2 separate regions of the Macaca mulatta genome follow, and region 2 is linked to region 1. A link is a contact called in public Hi-C data. All regions are on one chromosome and are shown on one strand. The core of a region is the stretch at or near the end of the contact, and the rest is flanking DNA. Distances in the headings are between cores, read along the strand shown.

Region 1 (4,798 bases), core at 301-2,800:
TAAATAAATAAGTTGTAGGGAGAGGATAAGCAAGCAGGTCAGTTCCTAGTCCCATCAGCAACCAGGCCTGCCTGCTACAAATTCAGTTGCTGGAAGATCGCTGGAGGCCCTTGACTAGATGTGAGAAAGCCCTACCCACGTCTGGACCCAATCTCCCCACTAGTCTGGATGACCTTCCTGCTGTTCCACAGAGTGGGCCTGGGGGTCTGCTGGGTCTGCAGGTGCCGAAATCTAAACCACCTCACACCTCAGTCTCCAGCCTAGGCCAGTTCTTTAACCCATTCAGAACTCCGTTTTTGCAGACACGGCCCAGAATCCTTCCTATGACAAGTTTGCACCTGTCTAAAGGGAGTGTCAGGCTTATGGACCCAACCATGACCTGCCTTCCAAAACTCAGTCCTCCAAAAATGCAAATTGTAATCCTCTCTGAAACCTGCTCCTTAAGCCGATTTCTCCAACTCCATTCTATCAGATTTTCAGGCCAAAACAAAACCCATGGAATAGACTCTTCACTACCCTCACTGCTATATTTGATGCACCAGGAAATCCTGTCGACTGTCTCTCTGAGATCCACCCAGAATCTCATCACACTTCCCCTCTACTGCAACTCCTCTGGCCCATCCCTACCATAACTCAAGGGGTCTCCTCAGCGGTCCCCTTGTCCTACTTTAACATCCTGTTTTCCCCAACTTTAAACGTCTACCTCTGGGCGTAACCCTTCCTGCACAGCCTGCTATGGCTTTCAGCAGCTCCGCGGCCCTCCCAGGCGAGACTCCGCCTCACTCTCAGCTCCGTGGAGACAAAGACGCTCGGGCTCCCCAGTGCCGCCCGCTCTGCAGCCTCGCAAGTGCAGGTCCCTGACAGGAGCTCCCCCGCCTCACAGCACCGCGGACACCGGTACCCCACACGAGAACGCCCCTCTCTTTGGGACACAGGGGCCTGACCTGCAGGGCCCCTCCTCGGGGCTTCGGCACTCGGAGGAGGGGTCTGGCGGGGCGCCCTGGGACGCGGCACCCACCTCAGTCAGGTTCATCGGCGCGGCCTCCGCTAGCACAGCCAGGGAAGAGAGGGGCGGGAGCGGCGGTGACCTGGACGCTGTCGAAGGCACCGACGCCTACACCCGACTCAGTCGAGCCTCACTCTAGCCTCTGTACAGCGGGGAAACCTTTTCTCGCGTTTTTCCGCTCTTTCACCTCAGTCTCGACTCAGCCTGAGGGTGAACAGATCCCCACTCAACCATATTGACAACACCCTGGGGCGTTGCAGGAAGTCCCGCCCACACGCAGTACGAACCCACGTAGACGCCTCTCTGCTAGGCCTTCTCTGCTAAGCAGCTACACTCGCTGCTTGTGTCCGCCGCTGTGTCTTTTGGGTAGTGTAGTTCCCACGCCGCTGCCTGCCCCGCCTGTGAACCTAGGTAACTCGCGTTCAGGATGAAAGCCAGGAGGATCCTCCAGAGGTGTTGAGAAATGCAGTTACGGGGCTCCAAGGGCGTGGAGGGCTTCACTGGCTTTTAAACGGCAAGCATCCAGATTTTCCCGGAAGGCAGTCTAGAACAAGTCAGAGAAATGTTTCAGAGACCTGCCCTTTCAGATTCTGTAAAGCACAGCAAGTTCCCGAAGGACGAACGTCCGAAGGAACATGGCCAACCATAAGGAACTGATCTTCCACGCATAGCGATCAGTTCTTTTGTGCTTGCCAAATACACACAGAACGAAGCTCTGGAGACTGTTTTATAATCTTCAATGTGTTCTGCTGGGACAAGAAAAGACCCAGACATGGCATGATGGGGAGTTTGAGGAGGAATATCTTTCCTTTCTGAATAATCAGTTACTGTCTTTCAGCCTACCCAGTAACACTTCATTCACATGATACTTATTACTTTATATCTGAGATATTTTCCACTTACTTTAAGAAACTGAAACCTAACTGAAAAGGAAAAGCGACTTATCTACCATTATCTGCCAGAATAATGTGACCTTCCACCAGTCAAAGCCCTTGTGCAAAGAAAGCATCTTACTGCTGAGATAAAGGTTTGGGAATGCATGATCTCATCTCATCACTGGAAAGTGATTTATCATTTCGCCTGAAATTGTATCAACAGTGTCTGCACAGGGAGTTGAAATCGTCTCTGAATAACTCTTGTGAAATGGCTATTACTGAAACTATTAATGATGATTATGTAGTTATCCAAAGAAACTGGCAAAAATAGTTATAGAGAAATATATCTGTGATAGGAGGAAAAAAGCTAAGGTTGTCCTAGAACCTTGGACACACTCAAATTTGGTGTGCAAAATCTGATTATTTTTCAAACTTGAAAACATTGTGCATTAACAGCTTGAAGGGAGAGGTAAAGACTATACATTAAAAGAGTTACCAGAAAAATAAAACTGAATAGGGAAACTGTGCTGTCGTATTTATTACTCTAACATGTCTGATGAACACTCATTAGATGCCAGGTACAATACTAAGTGCATGGGACACATCAGGAATAGGGATGCCAGCTGTCTGTGATCCTATAAGACATGTAAGACATATTTAATGAATTAGTCCTCAGTCCTGTATTGACTTTGTCAGGTCACTTTAAATGTCCTGTATTCAGCTTTTTACAATAAATTACAAAACCTCAGAAGTCAGAGCTATTTTTCTACCACTATAATTGTAAATTAAATCACTTAGTGGCTATGTTAAATTAATTTAATTGTAAAATAAATTTTATTAAAATAAAATTTAATTGTAAAATAAATTTTATTAAAATAAAATTTAATTGTAAAATAAATTTTATTAAAATAAAATTTAATTGTAAAATAAATTTTATTAAAATAAAATTTAATTGTAAAATAAATTTTATTAAAATAAAATTTAATTGTAAATTAAATCACTTAGTGGCTATGTTAGCTGAAAATCATACCCCTACAAATAAAGATATGGACATAGTCTTGTGATCTCTCCTGCAGAATTGGTGAGGGAAAAATGAAATGGAGCACTGAGATATTCAGTAAAAGAGAAGACTGTATTTTGGCCAAAGTCTTGAAATTTGGTTTATCAAATTACAAAAAGAAGGAAGGAAGGAGAGAGAAAGAAGGAAAGGAAAGGAAAAGAAAAGAAAAACCAGCCAACTGAAGGTCTGGAAGAGTTAAAGCTGCTCAGGAGTGCCAGCTACAGGGAAGCTAAGACAGGAGGATTATTTGAGTTCATGAGTTCAAAACCAGTTTGGGCAATATAATGAGATCCCCGTCTCTGAAAAAATTGAAAATTAAAAATATGTTAATCATTTACCAACAATACATCCCTACCATCCTACAATTTATTTCTAGATATTTACCAAGAGAAATTAAATAAACTTTTTTTTTTTTTTTTTTAAAGACAGAGTCTCTCTCTGTCGCCCAGGCTGGAGTGCAATGGCGCAATCTCAGCTCACTGCAATCTCCACCTCCCAGGTTCAAGTGGTTCTCCTGCTTCAGCCTCCTGAGTAGCTGGGATTACAGGCATGGCCACCACGCCTGGCTGATTGTTGTACTTTTAGTAGAGATGGGGTTTCACCATGTTGGCCAGGCTGGTCTTGAACTCCTGGCCTCAGATGATCCACCCGCCTCAGTCTCCCAAAATGCTGGGATTACAGGCATGAGCCACCTCGCCTGGCCCAAACATCCATCTAATACTTGGTGACAGGCCACATATCTTTGAATATACCAAAAAGTTAAAAATTATCCAAGCATGGTAGTGTGCACTTGTAGTCCCAGCTACTGGGGAGGCTGAAGTGGGAGGATTGCTTGAACCTGAGAGGTGGAGGCTGCTGTGAGTGAAGATCACGCCACTGCACTCCGTCCTGGGTGAAAGAATGAGATCCTATCTCAAGAAAAAAGCAAAAAAATCTAAACCTTGCATGCCTAAAACCATAAAACTGGGCACACTTAGATATTTCAAATGTCTTCTCTGAGTCCCTGAACTCACTCAATTTTGACTTATAATCTTTATGAAATAGAAAGCTTGAAATTTACATCTAATTATATTAATTTGTTTTTCATGTAACATTTTGTGCACTCTGGGATCAAAGAAAGACTTATTAGAGGGTGAATTCTGAGATCATTTTGCGGGTCTCCCTCTAAAATTGTTTTCTTTCCATTTTCTATTTCTTACTCCCTGTTTGACCTTTGTTAATTTTAATTTTTTCTGACATAAGTAGCTTGGTTGGAGGGTAATATGAGATGGTGCTTATGAATGCTCCTAACTGCGGGCATGTCACATCATAGGTATTAAATATAAATAAAGTTTTCTCCTCTGTTCTTTCTGTATTGTTGTATCTTCATTTCTTTTTCTTCTCTCTCCTTTTCTTTAAACTCCTAGTTTTGCTTGATTTTTTTCCCATACTCTAATCTGTAGGAGACAAAAATTCTAAACATCCCATTCTCAATTGCAAAATAAACTTTTAAAATCCCCCAGAGATTGCACAACCTAGTCCACCATGGGAAACACCTGAGCAGTCCTCCTAGGGCACTGAGGTTAGGCCTAAACACCCTATTGTGCCCACTTCAGCCATCTCCTGCCTGAGAGCGCCATCTGCTGTCTGTTAGCCAGAACATCCCAGCGCTGGGTAAGAGGACTCCCTGATCACCGCTGGATGACCCTGGCCTGCCTTCTCCGGGGATGCCCTCAGAACGCTCACGCCCCAGCCGCTGCAGCCCCTGAGAGTGAGAGGACTCCCTGATCACCGCTGGATGACCCTGGCCTGCCTTCTCCGGGGATGCCCTCAGAACGCTCACGCTCCAGCCTCTGCAGCCCGGAGGGAACACAAAGA
Region 2 (4,883 bases), core at 295-2,794, 680 kb before region 1:
CACTCTGTCATCCAGGCTAGAGTGCAGTGGTACAATCATGCCTCAACATCCCAGGGCTCAGGGGATTCTCCTGCCTCAGTCTCCTGAGTAGCTGGGACTACAGGTGCGTGCCACAAAGCCCGGTTAATTAAAAAAAATTTTTTTTTTTAGAAATGAGGTCTCACTACGTTGCCCAGACTGTTCTCGAACTCCTGAGCTCAAGCGACCCTCCCTTCCCAGCCTCCCAAAGTGCAGAAAGCACAGGTGTGAGCCACTGGGCCGGGCCCACACAATTGTTTCAAATTTTCTGCCTGTTTGAAAATGTTCTTAATACAATGTTGGGGTAAGGTAAATGCAATATTTATTTTGCAGTTCTTACCTCTTTGGCTGAGGGAATTGCTTGCTCCTCAGAGACTCTTTCTTTCTCTTTTCTTCCTTCCTTCCTTCCTCCCTCTCTTTCTCCCTTTCTCCCTTTCTTTCGCGACTGAGTTTCACTCTTGTTGCCCAGGCTGGAGCGCAATGGCACGATTTCGGCTCACCGCAACCTCTGCCTCCCGAGTTCAAGCGATTCTCTTGTCTCAGCCTTCCTGAGTAGCTGGGACTACAGGTGCCCGCCACCACGCCCGGCTAATTTTTTGTATTTTTGGTAGAGACTATTTTTTGTATTTTTAGTAGTTTCACCATGTTGGCCAGGCTACTCTTGAACTCCTGACCTCAGGCGATCCGCCCGCCTCGGCCTCCCAAAGTGCTGGGATTACAGGCGCGAGCCACCGCGCCCGGCCCTCCTCAGGGAGTTTCTAAACTGTCAGTAAGCCACTGGTTTTCCCTGTATTCATAAAAAAAACTGACAGGAACGCCCAGGATCCTAAAGTGAGCTTCAGTCTCAAGATAGTCAGCGACCGCCCTCCGGGCCAGCGTCGGGGCCTTGAGGGGCCTCTGGAAAGTGAATCACAGGGAGCATCTCGGGGTTTCAGGATTTTGGCTGTCCGCTGCCCAAGCCTTGGCATCACGAGCGTTTTTCCCTCTCACGTTCAGGTCCCTTCAAGGTCGGCGCCAGGTATCCTCCCAGAACACGGGCACACAGCCACGCCCAGGACCCCCACTGCCTACCTGCTGCCGCTAGAGGGCGCCATCGTCGCGGCTAACGCAACCTGAGGAAGGAAGCGGTGGAGCACTACATCGCGGGGTTTTCTGGGAGATGGAGGCGGTGGAAGCATACGCATGCGCAGCGACTGCGCCGCAGTGGGCGCGCATGTGCAGCGGAGGGTCCGGCGTCCGCCTTGGCGGAGGGGCGTGATGACCCGGAGTCTCCAAGCCACCGCAGAGTAGTGCGGGGCCGGGGGCTCTAAGGGGTAGCCGCAACCTGGACAGCCTGGGACACAGCTGCGGGTTCCGGCCAACAGGCCCGGAGTCGCGGCCTCGGCTCCGCTGTGGGTGCACGGGCTGGGGCTGCGGCGACTCCTGTGCGCTCCGCGTCTGCGGCTGGTAGGAATGGGGATCGTCCCCAAATCCCGCCTTCCGGGCAGGGCCTCCCCTGCCAGCGATCCTGCCCACAGTCCAAGCATCCTCCTCGCTTCTCGTGGACTGCGGTGTCAGCCGCCCGAGCCGGTCCCCGGACACCTGGCCAGGTGACGGCCCCCAACCTCCGCCTGGCGGGGGGTGGTCTGCGAGTCCCCCTCATCCCCGGCAGACGTTCCCGAGCTCCGGAGGGAAAAAAGGACGAGGAAGGGGCTGCTTATGAGTCTGTCGGTGTTGATTTAGTAGTTGTGGAATGTGAGCCCTGGGGAAATAAGTGGAAGAGGCATGGACCGTGTGGCTCCACTGGGGCGTTCGCGAATGCCTCCTGGAGGAGGAGACCAACCAGAAAGAAGAGGCAGCGTCCAGCAACTGGACAAAGGCCAGAGGGCCTTTCTGGCAAGAGGACTGGGGTGAGCAGAAGCTGATCCGGCTCTTTATCCCTGGGCGCAAGTGCCGTGTGGCATAGGTCAGTGAAGGCCTGAAAGGGGTGTTGAGCCAGCAACAAAATGCCTTGAGTGCACCATTAAAGAAGCAACAACTATGGCTCACGCCTGTAATCCCAGCACTTTGGGTGGCCCAAGCGGGCGGATTGCCTGAGCTCAGGGGTCCAAGACCAGCCTGGCCAACATGGTGAAACTCCGTCTCTACTAAAAATACAAAAATTAGCCACGCTTGGTGGCACGGGCCTATAATCTCTGCTACTGGGAAGGCCGAGACAGGAGAATCGCTTGAACCGGGGATGCAGAGGTTGGAGGCTGCAGTGAGCCGAGATCACGCCACTGCACTGCAGCCTGGGCTATAGAGCTAGACTATCAAAAAAAAAAACAAAAAACAAAAAACGGAAAAAGATCACATATGTTGGCCAGACAAGGTGGCTCATGCCTGTAACCCCAGCACTTTGGGAGGCTGAGGATTACTTGAGCCCTGGAGTTTGAGAGCAGCCTGGGTAAAATAGTGAGACCCCATCTCTACTAAAAAAATTAGAGGCATGGTGGTGTACACCTGTAGCCCCAGCAACTGGGGAGGTTGAGATGGGAGGATTGCTTGAGCCCATGAGGTCAAGGCTGCAGTGAGCTATGATCATGTCACTGGACTACATCCTAGACAACAAAGACTCCATCCCTAAGAAAAAAAAAAAAAAGTCATTTTGTAAATGACTTCTGGGATGCTTATCTTGACGTAGAAAATCTCCTACCCCAAGAACAAACACATAATTCCTGAACAAGGATTGGCAAACAATGGCCTCAGTGGGCCTTGTGTTTCTGTAAAGTTTTATTGGAATGCAGTCACATTCGTTTGTTTAGTATTATCTAGGCTGCTATCTGGCAGAGTTGGGTAGTCATGGCAGAGACCTTATGGTCTGCAAAGCTGAAAATATTTATTACTGTGCTTTTTACAGAAAAAGATAGCCTACCTGTGACCTAGAAGAATATACACTTGTGGCCGGGCGCAGTGTCTCACGCCTGTCATCCCAACACTTTGGGAGGCTGAGGTGGGTGGATCACCTGAGGTCAGGAGTTCGAGACCAGCCTGGCCAACAAGGTGAAACCCCGTCTCTACTAAAAATAGCAAAATTAGCTGGGTGTGGTGGTGTGCGCCTGTAATCCCAGCTATTCTGGAGGCTGAGGCAGGAGAATCACTTGAACGTGGGAGGTGGAGGTTGCAGTGAGCTGAGATCTTGTCACTGCACTCCAGCCTGGAGGACAGAGTGAGACCCAGTCTCAAAAACTACAAAAAAGAATATACACTTGTGCTAGCACAATACTTAGCACTAAGGATTTCTTTTTTTTTTTTTTTTTTGAGACGGAGTCTCGCTCTGTCGCCCAGGCTGGAGTGCAGTGGCCGGATCTCAGCTCACTGCAAGCTCCGCCTCCCGGGTTCACGCCATTCTCCGGCCTCAGCCTCCCGAGTAGCTGGGACTACAGGCGCCCGCCACCTCGCCCGGCTAGTTTTTTGTATTTCTTAGTAGAGACGGGGTTTCACCGTGTTAGCCAGGATGGTCTCGATCTCCTGACCTCGTGATCCGCCCATCTCGGCCTCCCAAAGTGCTGGGATTACAGGCTTGAGCCACCGCGCCCGGCCAGCACTAAGGATTTCTCTGCCACTGAACAGAAAAAACACCCTTGTTGTTATTAATGATGTTATGCTTTATTGTTAACTTCATTACTAGATGATTACTTTTACTCATCTCTTCTTTCATACTCTTCTATTCTTCTGATATTTGTGTGTTTTAGTGCCTGTTTTAGCCCATCTGCTTAATATGGTAAATTTTAGTATCTAATAAAGGGTGCCTGACTTTTTTTTTTTTGGAGACAGAGTATCACGTTGTCACCCAGGCTGGAGTGCAGTGGTGCAATCTCAGCTCACTGCAACCTCCGCCTCCCAGGTTCAGGCAATTCTCCTGCCTCAGCCTCTTGAGTAGCTAGGATTACAGGTGCCCGTCACCACACCTGGCTAATTTTTGTATTTTTAGTACAGGTGGGTTTCACCATGTTCACTAGGCTGGTCTTGAATTCCAGACCTTAAGTGATCTACCCACCTCGGCCTCCCAAAGTGCTGGGATTATAGTCGTGAGCCACCGTATCCGGCCTCTGACTATTTTAACCAGATACTGTTGGACTTTTTATATGATCTTTAAGTTGTTTTGTTCTGTGAGCTGGCAGGGGCGGCGGGGGGAGTCTTTGAATTGGAACTGCTATAATTTTGTTTAGTAGTTTTGTGAAGATCTTTTTTTTTTTTTTTTGAGACCGAGTGCTAGGAATGCAGGCGTGAGCCACCATGCCCAGCCAATTTTTATATTTTTAGAGATGGGGTTTTACCATGTTGGCCAGGCTCATCTTGAACTCCTGACCTCAGGTGATTCCCCCAGCCTGGCCTCCCAAAGTGTTAGGATTACAGGCGTGAGCCACTGTGCCCGGTCTGATATTTTAATACTTTAAAAAAATATGTAGGCCTTCATGGAGAAATTTTAAAAAAATACTTTCCATTCAGGAATAATATGTCAGTGTGTTCTGAACTTAACTTTAGGTCTGTTAATGAGGTTTTTGTATTTTCTTCATGAAAATCCTTTATTGCTTTTGCTAATTGATTTCCAAGTTGCTCCCAGCATCACTATTGTGACAATTTAATCACTATTCTGGATTACAATTTTTTTTCCAATTTTCATTTCAAAATTGTGAAGTATTTCAACCTGCGGAGAGGTTTGGAGAGTAATAGAATAATATATAAATAATAAAGATGACACCCATGTATCATCGAGATTTTACCTGTGTTAACATATAGTCAGATTTTCAGATTTTGATTTGTTTTTTCATATCAAGCATCACAGGTGTAACTTTGTCTCTTCCCCAACTCTTTCCCCTCTCTCCCCTCAGGTGCTACTTTCT

The links. A called contact is a pair of places that touch in the nucleus more often than the background predicts.
Region 2: a Hi-C map of liver shows a contact between it and region 1, with 13 times the contacts expected there. The contact joins the promoter of LOC114674224 here to the promoter of ZNF17 in region 1. A contact is called at or near these places in 8 of 14 Hi-C or Micro-C datasets (CD4 T cells, blood, cortical neurons and 4 more).

Annotation. Positions count from the first base shown.
Region 1 is chr19:69,602,564-69,607,361 of T2T-MMU8v2.0, reverse strand. ZNF17 (zinc finger protein 17) reads right to left here and starts at 1,550. Exons shown (of 3, transcript XM_077980031.1): 1 at 1,290-1,550.
Region 2 is chr19:70,285,054-70,289,936 of T2T-MMU8v2.0, reverse strand. LOC114674224 reads right to left here and starts at 1,544. Exons shown (of 2, transcript XM_028840319.2): 1 at 1,090-1,544. The coding sequence starts at 1,544. It overlaps ZNF329 (zinc finger protein 329), which reads left to right and starts at 1,195. Exons shown (of 5, transcript XR_013409769.1): 1 at 1,195-1,907.